2 separate regions of the Drosophila melanogaster genome follow, and region 2 is linked to region 1. A link is a contact called in public targeted proximity ligation data. All regions are on one chromosome and are shown on one strand. The core of a region is the stretch at or near the end of the contact, and the rest is flanking DNA. Distances in the headings are between cores, read along the strand shown. Region 1 holds the start of htl (heartless). Region 2 holds the start of CG14315.

Evidence for each region.
Region 2: a targeted proximity ligation map of the Kc167 cell line shows a contact between it and region 1, with 5 times the contacts expected there. A contact is called at or near these places in 13 of 107 Hi-C or Micro-C datasets (the Clone 8 cell line, the Kc167 cell line, the S2 cell line and 7 more) and 2 of 7 datasets of targeted methods (both in the Kc167 cell line).

Annotation. Positions count from the first base shown.
Region 1 is chr3R:18,050,294-18,057,403 of dm6, reverse strand. It overlaps htl (heartless), which reads left to right and starts at 4,420. Exons shown (of 2, transcript NM_079670.3): 1 at 4,420-4,902.
Region 2 is chr3R:18,152,438-18,160,100 of dm6, reverse strand. CG14315 reads right to left here and starts at 1,400. Exons shown (of 1, transcript NM_142420.2): 1 at 630-1,400. The coding sequence starts at 1,331. The coding sequence ends at 678. It overlaps lncRNA:CR45103 (long non-coding RNA:CR45103), which reads right to left and starts at 2,408. Exons shown (of 1, transcript NR_125202.1): 1 at 1,804-2,408. CG14316 reads right to left here. Exons shown (of 2, transcript NM_142419.2): 1 at 6,696-7,663; 2 at 6,461-6,642. The coding sequence ends at 6,541. It also overlaps asRNA:CR45104.

The sequences.
Region 1 (7,110 bases), core at 3,171-5,670:
AAAAAGAAGGAGTATAGACTCGCATGCCAGGATCTCAGGTGCAACGGCTGTGTCCCATGCATATGCATTTGATTTATTAACCTTTCATAGCCATTCGTGTCGACAACAACGACCGGCTATGCAAAATTAATGCGCATTGAAACGCCAAACATGCAAAGCCTTAGACCCGAACCGACCATATATCTACTCCGACCAGATTCAGATACCGATTCAGATTCAGATTCAGCTCCAGATTCCAGGTCCGCGATCCTTTCATGTGCCTCGACATGTGTTTGATGCCAAAAACAGCGACGTTCGCCGAAATCTGCGGCTGCCGGAGCAGTGGTTCTCAAAAACCGCCTACCAAAACCAATGAAACCACCGAAGCCACCGAAGCAACCAACCACACACCACGCAACACCACTTGGTGGTTGGTACAGTTATGTCAGCGACGTTTTTGGAAGGCCTGCCCAAATGCCAGACAACCTGGCACTGGCACGCAGCTCCAGAAGATTTCCCCCCTCCTATTTCCCCCAGCCCCCTTCTTTTTTTTGACAGTTTCGGGTAATTGCGGGAGCTCGGGGGATTCCAGTCTTGGGGGGCAGGAGGCCAAGATCAAATACGGTAGCCTTTTGCGGAATGGATCGCAAATCGGCGGTTCGACCGACAACAATAAATTTGCCAACACTTTTGAGTACACTCATTATCGTCATGGGGTATAATAGTTATATGGTTAAGTGCTTTATAATTTGTTAATAAATAATACAAGAAAGAAACCGATACTCGCCTATAAATGTTAGGTTTATTACTTGTTAAGAAAAAGGAAAATAAATTCAGAATAGCGTTTATATTATATATTTGATCAATTGGACGAGCCATGTGATTTATCATAGCTGCTCATTTAGAGTATTAACTCTTCGATTCGTAATATTTTGGCCATCACCTCAAGTGACTTATGCGAACGCATTTGCATTGTGTGTAACCTGCCCGACATACGTGTATGGCTTGTGTAGTGCCATGCTTTTGGTCCGTGTAAGCGACGCCGGCGTGTGTGGGAAATATTTGTTGAGCCATCGATGCAGTGGTCGGTAGCAGTGGGCACTTGGATCAACTTGGTCCCAGGGATCCATGGTCTCCAGATTCCTTGTTCCCGGTCTCCAAGTTCCAGCCAACCCAGGTGCAGTTATGATTTATGCGATACTCCTTCTCCGCCTCCTGCTCAGCGGTGGTTTGAGGTGAGGCACCAGTGCTTCGAACGGCGTAAATTATATCGGGCTTAGCATAAATCGTCAATTACAGCACATGATTATTATTAGGGATTATGGGGACCGGGACTAAAAACCAGGGAATACATACATATACAAAGGCCACGCCCGCGCGCCAAGCCCAATCCGGCCGAAAGGTCTGTTTAAACGCACTTTTAAGCGCCAGTTTTAGCCGCCCCAGCCCATACCATATCCATTTGCCCCCTCTCTTCTAAAGAGCCAGCTTTAAATTATGGCCTAGACCGCGACGGCGGCTAAGACCCTTGGTGGAACAGAAAACGGGCAGATAAAACCACTTTCCGAACTGAGAACTTCGAACAGTAGCCATAGCCAGTAGAACAGGGAAGATCGTGTTGCTGGGGATATCTAATATAATTAATACACCTTTCATTAGATTCGCCGACTCTACTCGAGATTTCTGCTGGCCTTTCGTTTCCAGCGTTTCGAGCGTCGTGTTAAAAGCAAGATATCAACGATCGCCGGTCTGCTTAAGCTGATTTACCATAGATCCAGAGATACATCAACCAGCCAGCACAATATAAATCAATCAAGTGCATACAAGTTCATTGACAGCTCGCACAGCTTGCCGAGCCCCAAAGCGCTCGGCGATGGCAACAATTTCCAGCCCCACATGATCCATGAGCCATGATCCTCCGCTTGGATACCCGAACACCCATCTCTGTGGCAGGCCAACTGGCCAACTCTGGGTCTAAACCAAAGAAGAAAAAAAAAGGCCAACAGCCTGTCAAATTGCCGGACCACATTGTAAGTTATGATTAGCTCACGCGCTCAAAGATTTAAGACCGGAAATGGCGCGGTGCTGGCAAGGTGGAGCCAATAATTCAAATTCGAATCTCCAATAGTTTTTGAGTGATTGGAAATTCGATTTCGGGCTTTTGTTTTGTTTTTTCTCGCATTTTTGATTTTTGCTTTCCGCCTGTCTCGAGGCTTATTGCATTTTCATTTATTTTGCTATTTGCCTGCTCTTGTGGCAAATGCAAACACACCCGCATAATTTCGCCTGCCAGCAGCAACCCACTCGGTTTGGATTGCGAAGATGCCAAATTGCCACGCACAGTTGATGCATAAATTATCATCGACATCGCCAACGAATGGAGCCATCGAATTGGTCTGGTTTTAAGCGGGTTTTTGGTTCTAGGCAATGATGAATCAATGTTTTGCAGGCCTAACTTATTTGAGCCCATATGATACAATAAATACATTCAACTCAATTTCTTAATCTTAATCTACTAATCCCAAAATTTAATTGATTTCCCAAGTCACCTAGCAAAAGTTAATATATTGCTCTTCCTTATTTTCATTGACAGCTTCAATAGCCCATCTGTTTATCTATTGCAACTGAATAAGTCTAGCAGTTAACTTATTTTTTGGTTGTTTAATCCGCTGGTCGAAAGCGTTTCTCATTGGCATATTTCGCATATAATTGGCTATAAAAATTCATGTTAATGTGCAATTAATCATATTAGCAATTAACTTTATGCTGTTTGGCTGCTCTGCACGAGATCTCGACGAGCTGCGATCTGCGAGATGGCTGCAGATCGTGTCGCCCAACTCGAAGATCGTGTCTCCAAAAGCCTGTTACCGTTCCCGATTTTTCATTTCCCATTCGCAGATTCCCAGAGCCAAATGGCCAAAGGCTCGACCAACCAGACTTTGAGCCAATTTCCCAATATTTATTTCTATGCTCGAAACGCTAACAACTTGCGTTTCGTTCTGGCCAAATTGAAAAGCCATACGGAAGCTGAAGCTGCGATCGGCAGCCTCGAGGAGAAGCACTTTTGGGTAGCCAAGAGGAGCCCGGTTTGGAGCCAGGTTGGAGCCAGGAGGCTTGCCCAGGAGTGCATAAAATTTAAGTATTATGACCATACACACTGATCGGTGGCCGTCTTTAACCCGTGCTTTCCCCGGTCTCTCTGCGGCTTTACGAGGTTGTTAACTGTTGAAACTATGCTAACCACTCATGGGGATCCTCCCTCCCAATTCCGCCGTGGAGCATCAATTAATCAGTCAGGCGTAACGCCATTTGGCACTGAACGGGTCCCGTCGGCCACAATTGATGGTCAATAATCGTTAATTGTTTTCGATTTTCGGCCAAAATCCCCCCTGCGTCATTGTCCATTGTTTGGCTAACCCTTTTCGTTATTTTTGGTGTCTCCATAGAGACAAACGCTAAACGATGCCATTGTCTTTGGCGCACAGCGTGTGTGCTTTGATGGCCTTTTCACCACGAGTGTCATTCATTAGAGGGGCTTTCTTCCATCGCCACTTGGCTACTGGTTCTTATGTGTCTGTTGGCCATTTGACATTGGCTATAAGTAGCTCATAATTAATAACTGCTAACTTACTTAGCGAGCTATTGTGTTGGCTAATGAATCTCATTCCGCATTTTCCGCCTCAAACGAAGCGCAAAGAAATGCGCAAAGAATTTGTCAGTAGAATCTTAGGCCCTCATAGGCCATAAATCTTTTTAAAAAATAATAATAATTAAATTCAAGTGACTGATCTATTCTGACTAAGATAAGTTAGCTATTCTTTTTAATAAAGCATGATCCATCAAACCAATTATAACTACATAAATAATTGATCTGAATATAAGGAATCTTTTTGACAACTACCCATCTTCTTTGCACCCTCATAATGAAATTCATGAATTTCCTCGCTGCGCTCGAAACTATGCAACATATTGTGCGTTAGAATATCTTTGAGATATTCCATTCGACTCAATTGAACGAATTTTAGAACGAGTGCGGTCTGTGCACTCAATTACATTTCACTTTCCAAGGGAAGGCCGCCACTCAGCTACACACTTGTGTGTGTGTGTGTGTGGGTCCCCCATATATAGGGTATAGGGGCCCCTATACCATATAGTACCATACATACATATACCGCATACCCAACCCCTCGCTTTTTCGACCCTTCCTCTCTTTGGCTGCGGATTATACAATGTGTGGCTGGCGTTCCGTTCAATTTTGTGTGTTTTCTGTATTTGTTTACGCGCCTGCCGCAAAAATACATTGCAGAGATGTGTTCTCCAGCATGTTGAAGTTGATGGGGGAAATGTGAATTCGTTTCATTTGTTCCCTCATTTAATTGAAGAGATTTATTTCGCAGAGCTGGCTCGGTTCTGTTCGGTTCGCTTGCTTTTTTTTGACTCAGTTGCGATCGGACTGCGTGCCGTTACAGTAGGCGAAATCGGAGGAAAATCGTTGGAAAATCGGTTGGAAAATCGTTGGAAAATCGGTGAAAAATCGTCGAAAATTAGAGCGAACGATCGATCGATTGAACGCGTAATAACGCCATATAATATAATTATACTAATAATTATTAGTAATGCCTCTTGGTGAAAACGCACACATTTTGTGGATGGAAAGAAACAAAACAGAGTCAAGTGTGCAACGGTTTCTGGTTCTGTTTAAGTGCCTAAGTGCCATATAAATGCGTACTAAAACATTTCTGGAATTTTAAGTGGAAACATTCTCGAATTCTGTGAACTTTCCCAATTGTGTTTTTAGTGAAAGACTTACAATTTAGACGAAGGCAAGGAGAAATTCCAACGCAGAGACACTTTGGTGGATATTTGGCAAGAAGCTTTTTGGCATTTTTTTTTTTTTGTTCGTGGAGCAACGCACTTTGTGAGGTAAGTCTTTAAAAATACACACCGTGCATCGTTTAATTTAGTTTATTTTGTTTTTGGTTTTTTTTGCGTAGTTGCGCAAATCATTTGTTTGATCCACTTTTTGATTGACCGCGCACAGCAATTTGACTTTTTAACCCAAAGGCCAAAAAGTGTAAAATGTGCAGTGGTTCGGTTCCAAAGCAATTTGTGTCGTTTATCCCGCTGTGTGTGTGTGTAGTCAATCGTTCAATTATCTATTCTCTGGCTACCCCATAATAATACAGTGAATATGGACAGTTGTGGGCTCCCCATAGTATCTGTTTTTTTTATTTTTTATTTATTCCATTCGGTTCTGCTATGGTACATGCTCAAATTGAAAGCACTTTTCCACAGGGTTCCCATTCTAATTTATATTTATTTATTTGCTTTTACAAGCCAACCGATGCCCCAGAGCTCGGGAAAATATTTCAAACTCATAATTCTGTTATATTCCAACGCTCCCTTAGAATGGGATTTTGTTTATTAACCAACAGCATATAGCATATATCGTATCATCTAGAGTCTAGATTCTAGAATGTAGACGGTATAGGAACATGCAATATTTTCTAGCCGCGTAAACAAACATTTCAACTTGTCTGCTCTTTGTCCGACTTGCTCTATATCTGAGTGAGTATATAGCTAAAGATATAGCTATCTGTGTGTATATATATGTATATATATATATTTATCGGGTATCTGTTTTGTCGGTCGGTTAGCTTTACGATGCCATCTTCTAGGTGATTCGGCTTCTGTTTTGTTGCCTTTGGCAATCACTCAATTTGCTGGCCGACAACCGAAGACGCTTCTTACTTTTCGCCTCCCTTCTCTGCAATTTATTTATGAATGATAATTAAGGTTAGGTTTGTTTAGCTAATTGTGCGGCCAGTTCCCGGTATTGTTCCCATATCATCTCAGGTGGGATCCACGCAGACTTTCGGTATGATCCTTTGATCTTTATGATGTTAAAGTACAAATGTCACGAGAATATATGCTTGCTATATAATATTAAATGTTTTCATGAGAGTTTATCATAAAATCAGTGTTTACCAAATAAAGATTTCGATTTAGAAATAGATTTATGTCAACAATAAAGTAATAATGTTATTTTTTGGTATTATAATATATTATAGCTTAAGCTTATCAATGCTACAGCACTTTTATAATGGATTTTGTTGTCTAAATGTTTGTGAGTACTAATAAAATTTTAAAGCTCTAAATGGCAAATTTACAAATATATAAGTAAAGCTTGCAACAATTTAAGAATAGCACATATTTATTTCAACTAAATCTGTTGAACGTTCTTTATATAAATCGCTGCGTGCTTTATATTTCTGAAATGTAAATCGAATCAATAGTTCACTACTCATATACTTTGTGATAATTTAACGTAGCTTCGCGTTTTTGATAAAGTCGACTTGCCACAATCGACCTTTCGCTCCATCTGCTTCTTTTCGTTTACCCCATGGGATGCAACCTTCTCGCCGTCACGTACTGAATGGTATATACTAGATGAACGGGTGGGGATGGATGGATGGATGGATGGCTGGATGGGATTGGCATTGGGTGGCTGATGGCTGGTGGAACCTGCCGACGAACCGTGCGAAATAACAGACTCGTGCCGGTCTCGACTTGGTATCGGATACACTGAGCGGCAGCGGGGCAACCGCCAAGTGCGTCAATTGCGGGTCAACCCGTGCGATTGAAATGGATGCGCCAAGTGACCGGCGATTTCAATTCGATGGGAAATGTACATATACCGTGCAATGTTTGTATACTTTGCAAATACTTTCCGGAACGTGTTTGTTTATAAATCGGGCGATTTTGGACGGCACAGGAAATACATACATATACTAAAATTGCGCGCTCATTATCGATGGAGGTGAAGGTCGGAGGGTGGAGATAGAATACCAAACATATATACAATTTTTGGCAGTTTCCGATTTGGCGGATGCCTTCCTGGAAGTCAACATTTCGGATAACCCCATCATTTAGACGCTGGAGTCGCTACTTCCCCTCGAGAATCGACGACAATGTCTGTGCAACACATGTGGCACGATCTTAGGTAGACATACGTATATGTACATTCGTGTATGTTCGATGCTGATGATGTGCCCACATGTTGCAGTCAACAATAGAGCAACAAATGCAAGCCGAAACAATATTTGCCCTTGTCTCTGCTCTGACTCTGAC
Region 2 (7,663 bases), core at 151-2,650, 110 kb before region 1:
AGTGTGAAATTGATTTGTTTATACAAAAGCATGGCAGCAATAATCATATTATTAAAATAACCCCGAAAAGTAGGCCATAGTATTAGCTTCACCTGGCCAAACTTTTTGATCCACCGAAGTTTGTGAGTTTATAAAACTAATTCTAAACATTCAGACTTTCTAATCATATTGCATAGTTTATGAGAGGCATAAGGACATCCTTGGTCTGGTCTAGAAATAGCCTTGAATGTGTCCACATGTCATGTGGACCAGTTTTTTTTTATGAATGAAAAAAGCACCACACCCAGGAGCACCGGGGCAATGCTTCACCTTGCTCTTGACTGCCGCTTTGCCCCAAACATCATAGTACATATATCGATTGTTCGCTTTAACTTTGGACCTGCGCACTAGCAGATACAGATACTCGTACCAAGATACATAGATACTATAGATACGCGTACTTATGTAGATGTTTTGGCCCCAGCTGCTTATCACTGGCACATTGACGACAATGAGCTTTATATGATGCAGAGACCGAACTGTTGCTTCCCACTGACGTCATGGGAATGCTGATGATTAGGGTTTCTTGCACCGAATGTAACCAAAATCCAAAGGCTGCATAATCACCGAGAAAAGCGATGCGAAGTTTTGTTTATCATGTAATTTGTAGTTGTATAAATGAAGTTAATGATAAAATATCAGATATCTGTGACTCCACTGTGGGTAAAGTCCTGAAACCAGTCGAACTGCTCCAGCCAGCGTTGCATCACGCCGCCAAAGACGTACAGACGCACTGGAACGTAGTCGACCTCTTCGTTCACATCGTCGGAGGAATTGGATGACTCGCGTTCGTTATCCGAATCGTCATTCGACAGAAGGACATCCAACGCAATGAGGCAGTGCAGCAGATAGATAACACTGGACACCAATGAGGCTGTCGCCTGGTCCCGCAGGCTACCGAAGAACGGATGGAGCGGCTTCTCCGGATATAGTAAATCATCCGGGTTCCTTCCATCATACCATATATAGAAATCCGTCTCGGCATCGCCCAGTGCCATCAACGATATTACCGTATATAGAACAAATCCGATCAGAGGACGCACAACTTCCTCAACGATCGATGTGCGATGACCGGTGCAGAGATTTATGCTGGCAAAGAGCGTTACCACTGTGAATATGTAAAAGAAGGACATATAAAAGCTTTGGATTAGAACATCTTCCCATTTCATCGTTGTCAGATTGACGAAAACAAATGCTTTCAGTTGGTAGTACAAAACGAATAAGTTGGCCGTCGTCTCCACCATGTAGAAGAGAAAGAGCACCGGGCGCATTTGATACAAGTAGACCCTCATTTCTGCAGTCGCTTCGAACGCTTGACAAAACTAACTACAATAAGTCTGTGCGACAGGTGTACTATGTTTGAAGTGAAACGCTTTAATTCCAGCTCAAAAATTAAAAAAAAAAAAAAATAACAGAATATGTAGAGCCAGGAACTAAGCTCAAGTCAATTTGGTCAAAAAGATTTGGCTAAAACTACATAAGCGGCCCAAACGAATGGTCAAAACGAACTGACTAAGATGAAAGACCAAAACGAAATAACCAAAGCAAGACAAAAACGAAATGATATAACGAAATTAATGGCCAAAACCGAATGACCAATACGAAATGGACAAAATGCCATAACCTAAAGCAAATGGTCAAAAATGGTCAAATGATCAAACGGAAGGAGCAAAGCGAGGTAGTTTCGAAAGAGCTTCATTCTACTAATTTACAATTTAATTCAGATTCTTGAAAATATGTTCATTTATAAGAGTCAAAACAGTTAAAACAAATAAGAAATGTATAGGCCATAGGTCTGCTACAATTTGTTAATGGTTTACATTCTGCCCAAAGGGTTTCCACAAAATGCACTTTGTACCCGGAATGTACATATGTATGTACATACATATATGTAGTTCCCATTAGCGAACTCGAAAGACACGCTTTTGTTGTAGCCTCGGTTTCTTTCTCGGATGGAAAGTGCTGCTTTGGGCTCGGCTCATCTCGTCTGATCATAAAAAACCACTTCACTGCGGCGGTTGGTGCTTCTGTTGCTTCGTTTGCTTCTGTTGGCCGGACGGACTGCGTCTGGAAACAGTAGCAACATTTGCCTGCCAGTTTGATGCTGTTGACTGCTGTTGACGGCGATTACGTTGATGACGCGCAGACCGCAACGAATTTACGCGCAATTCTCCACCGTGCTCCAAACTTCAAGCTCCAAGCTTCAGATTCGGCTCCAGCTCCAGCTTCATCTGAAGTGGCTACGGGGTGGGGGTAAGCATTTAAATAAATGTTTGTACACACGAGCCGCTCATGAAACGCCAAAAAGTTAGTACACTTGTACAGGAACAATTGAATTTTGGATGTAATATTTAATTATGTACTTTGGTCAAATAGATTGGTGTAATCATAGGACCTAAGCTAACTTTTGATTTTTAACTTATGCAAGTTCAAATACTGGTTGCACTTTTATACATACTTTCCTTTCATATTAATCAATGGCTATAAATGCAATGCTACATTCGTTTTTTTATATATATATTTGAGTTCAATGACCTTTAGGAAATTGAGATAAGTTGGCAGTACCCTGCGAATGCTCCGACGATGCGAATCGATAAAAAGTAATAAGTAATAAGTAATCGATATCCTTAGCGCCGTGTATTCCCAAGTTTCCGCGCAATTGTGTTATTTATTTATTTTTTAGTTTAAATCGCGTGATTTTGTGTCGAATATTTTTCCGAGGGTGTAGCTTAATCCGTGTGTTGGGCAAAAAACTACAAGAACGGCCAGAAAAATCACAAAGCCCTGTCTGCTATTGTTGTTGTAGCCACTGTATTGCCTGTTGCAAGCACATGTGTGTGTGTGTGTTTGTGCAAAGTAAAAGGGTTAATTCATTTAACCATTTCGACTGCGTCATCTCTTTGTGGCTTCTTAACATAAAAAAGGCTGAATGCTGCTGCAATTTTGACAAGCGAACGCACCGCATTTTAGCGACTTTAAGTGCAACAACAAAAGAGGGCAGCTGCTCCTTACGTACATAAATACATATATGTATGTACATATGTATGTATGTACCTGTGTACACATTTTATCTTTATTTTTTTCCCGCTTGAGATTCCAGGGATCGCACAGTAGTCACTTGCGACTTTTTCAAGTTGAACTTAAGCACGCGAGCCCTGCCCAAAACAAAAAAAAAACTAGCAAATTTATTTATTTATCCGATTTTGTAAGATCAGCAGAAGGATCTTCTGTCTCGTTTTTGTCGCGGCCGCCATATTGAAGTTTGCGCGTGTGCGTGCGTCCGTGTGTGTCCAACTAGACTGCAAAGTCCAATTGGAAAATCTAATTGGTAATGTTTAGAAATCCAAATATTTGTATTTGCATCAAGGTAATTATATTTAATATTGATTTAATATGTATACACAGTAAACGTCGGGATGTTTTTAATTATTAACAAAAAATATATATATTTTGGAGTTTTACTTGACATTTGAAGATTTCTTGTCGGTGATTTGTGATTAATAATTATATGCTCTTAATTTTGAGGAATAAAAATAGATCGGGGATTCTAAACCCTCTTTTCTTCCGACTGATAATGACGAAGTGCACTTTAATTTTGATCATCATTGTGGGTCGCTTTTCGCCCCACAATTAAGTGTTCCCAACTGTTACGTAATCGTTGGCGCAGCACTGCAAATTGCTGGCGTTACGCCCATCCCAGGGGGCATGGCCGCTATGCGCTGCTCCACATGCCACATACAGTCGGCTAAATGCAAGTGCATAAATAACAATTACAGCTGCAACTGCAGCAACAGCAGCGCAAATAGCAATAATAGGCAGCTCGGCCGCTCAGGTGTCAATTGGGGGCCGCGCTGACCGCCGGCCATTTTGCAAAAGCGCATTCTGCTGATCGCCACATGCATATGTATGTAATATATATATATCGGCAAATATCGGCATATAATGCCCGTTGATTATTATGTTTACACTATATGCAAGATTGGTACGCTCGGCAAGATTGCCGGTCGCGGTAATGATCCCGAACCGTTCCGATCTCAATGCAAATCAACGGCAATTAATAATTCATCGCCCGCTGGGCCTCCTCCATCCACCATCCGAATCCGATGGCAATTATGCGCCAACAACGCCGGCGGGGGCTGCACACAGCTAACCCGGTGGAGAGGCCATCACAATGAGCTGGAAAAGCGCACATGCCGGCCAGCAAGAGGGCGGTTCGCAAAACTCGCACATTACGGTCGGTAATTTTGGGGGGAAAATCTCTTAGGTTTCCAGTCGATTACGGGCCACTTTATTAGAGCAGTTTTCCAGTGTTTCTTCGGCAATTACTTGCTAGAAAGAGCCTATTAAAATAGCACATTTATTAGCTAGTCTAGTCGGAGTTTGGTTTTACCAACTAAAAATGCAGACTCAGTAGTAAAATTGTTTCAACTCAATCACATTGTTTAGGCTTTTGACTTCTGATATAATTAGTTTTAATGATTGAATACTACACGATCCACCCTCGCGTATCTAACTAAATCTTTGGCTATATTCAATAAAATAAATTTAATATGCAAAACAGCCGGACAAGAGCATAGCAGCAGCACTACAAACTGCTCCAGTGCCCGCCTGTCGTCCAATATCAGCAAATTTGCAATAAAATATTTGTCTGGCCGTCGCTTTCGATGGAGCGAAGTTGGGGTTTCAGTTGGCCAAGTCGGTTGGTTGGTTGGTAGGTAGGCCAACAGTGGGTCGTCGAGTGGTCGCCGCCCGGCTACTGCAAATTATTTATTTGCACCTTTCGCCGCCATCGTCGGACAGAACCCCCCCGCCCCCCTGCTCCCTCCTGCTCCAGCAATCCTCCTCCGATCGTCAGCACTATTCTCTTTCTCCAGCGAACTGCATTTCCATTTGCTTATCAAATCGCTGGCAATCGGCGGAGTGAGAAATGCAGGGCAAATATAAATATTAGTCGGCTGGCGACGGGTGCCATGTGCACTGAAAGAAAATCACATGAATATCCTTGAGGTATATATCTCAAAAGCTGTCGAAAAGTATGCAGCAATAAACTGAAGGCGTTTTCTTCATCACTGTGTCTATAAGTGGGTTTTAGAACTTTTACCAAATTATTTCTAAGTAGCCGACTAACAAATGCTCTTTTAATATCAATTTTTCTTTTTTTATTATAAATTTTTGCCTTGTGTGGCAGAACTTGGACTGGCGTATGAAATTAGGCGCTGCCAATTCGCCGCCAGCCATTTCGACCTGTCCGATGAATGAAAAGTGTGAAAACGAATTAGTGGACTAGCTTTCAGGGATCTGGAAACTGGCTCAGCTCCTCGCTGACTGGGGGAATGGAAGGAATGCGGGTCCAAGGGCAGACAGAGGTCACACAAAAGTTATTAGAGTCTATGCATTCGTGATTTTTATGTCAGCCAGAAAGGAGAAATCGAATATGTGGCACAAACAATCACTGTGCTAAACAATCAGTGAAATATGTTTTGTAGATTGCTATTAATATATTTAATTGACATCATACATATGATTTGTACATCAGCTTAGTTTTAATTCCCATTTGAAACAACTCGAAATAGCTATGCAACAAGCTGCTCTTACTCATAAATGATACAATTCCAGTTTGAAAATGTCCCAATTCGCATTTTCAGAACTTATGGCTGCTCTTCGGTCACAACTCCTGTTTAATTATGGCCAAAAAAAACAGCTGTCCTCGCAGGACTTTCAACACATGTCGCTCGTTTAACTGTTTGCTCCACAAATGCCTAACTTTGGCTAACCAAAAAGTCAGGCCAAATTGTCACTGGCAAACGGGCGCCCAATAATTATAACAATGGGTGGCCCCAGCGACAGTCGTCGAGTTTTGGAGCTGGAGGTGGTGGAGTTTGAACTGTGTTAACCGCGTCATGTTCACAAATTTGTTTGCATTCCGCAACGGTGGTCGCCGCCACCACTGACAAAATGCTCAAAGCCCAAAGCACCAAAACGCACAAAATGCGGCAAAAAAAAAAAAGAGAAAAAATCGAGAAGCAAATAAACCCCAGCCATCGTCACATATGACAAATTTTGTTGTTGAAAATCGTGTAGCTGTTGCGTGTGGCTTTTACGCCCCACCGCATCGTGTGGAAAGAGGGGGGGGGGGCGAGAGGCGTGGCGGCACCAAAGGGGCGTCCGGGTGCCACATGCGTGGCGCATGCGTGGTGGAGTCGGTGACTATGACAAATCGCCACATGGCAGGCGGCCAATTAGCAAGCGGAGAAGTCCATACAGACTGGTTTGATGCCACCTGATAGACTCAAGATTAATTATAGCTAATGGCCAGACTAAGCTACCATATGTGCAGAATATATATATGTAAGCATGGATGAGCTTAGCGATCGATCCTATCCTTATGATCTCATATATCAATACCAAGAAGACTGAAGTTACTAAATACAATAGAAGCGTTTATTAGACTTTGTAAAAGGGTTCTAAGAAAGCCATTTAAAAGCACACTTTAAAAGCAGGTTATAAATTTTCATTTTCAAAGTGCATCACAATGTCCTCCGAGGCAGAACTCTCCAAACTTTCCAATTTAAGAATAGATTCCTTTCGTTTCCAATACTTTAACTGAAAGTTAAAAACTTTCATAAGTGATACAAGTGAAACTAATAGATACTTACGTTCTGTTGATATGTATCCCAAAGATTCGGACTTTTCGCAATTCTGAGCAACAAGTGCACTTGTTTATTACCACTACTGCGCACTTTAAGAACACCATGAAGTAGATCTTCCGTCAGTTCTGGGCACTGATCCAGTAGAAGCTCTTCCATTTCGGCATTAGCCTTGATGAAGTCCAAGAGCTGTTCATCAGTGAGATCTGGACAGTTGGTGAATCGAGCAAAGGTTATGCCAACGGGCAGACACAACTTGACTATATCCTGATAGGCAAATATGCAATTGGATAACTGCAGTTCCGTCAGATTTATACAGCAATTTAAAGTCAAATCACTTAGGCACTTGATATGATCCTCAAAGATGCAATTAATTTGAATGCCCACAAGTTCATTGCCTTTTGTCTGCACTACATTGGCTAGGGCTTTCGTTGTGTCCTTGTTTTCTCGAATCTCAGTGATTTTCAGTTCAGTAAGACTGGGCAGCTTGAGAATCTCATTTTGACCGGCCAAAAAAGTGTCCAGATTTACGAATAAGTTGCTCAGATATTTGCAGTGTGAGATGCAACTTGTGGGATATGTATGAGAACCCGATAGATTCAAACACTTTAATGGTGCGCCACTTAAGTAAATGGCGTCCATGGCTGGTTTAGAAATCTCTTCAGCGATCTTCAGGGCTTCCAATTTGGCAAACTGATCGATAAAGCAATCCTGCACTGGGCAGTATATATCGAGATCGGTCAGATTGCTCATCAATTTGGGCAGTGCGAGAAATGGCCAATGAGGGAATTTGGTATTCTTCTGGCTCGTCGAATTTTTCCACGTAATCGTACAACATTTCACGTGCAGCAGACGTTTAATATTGGCCCGTTCCAGGATGTTCAATTCGTCCTGCAAGCTCTCACTGCGAAATTTAATGCTGGGAATATCCGTAATCATTTCCTGTAGAAACAATTCCAAATCGGATCCATGCAGCT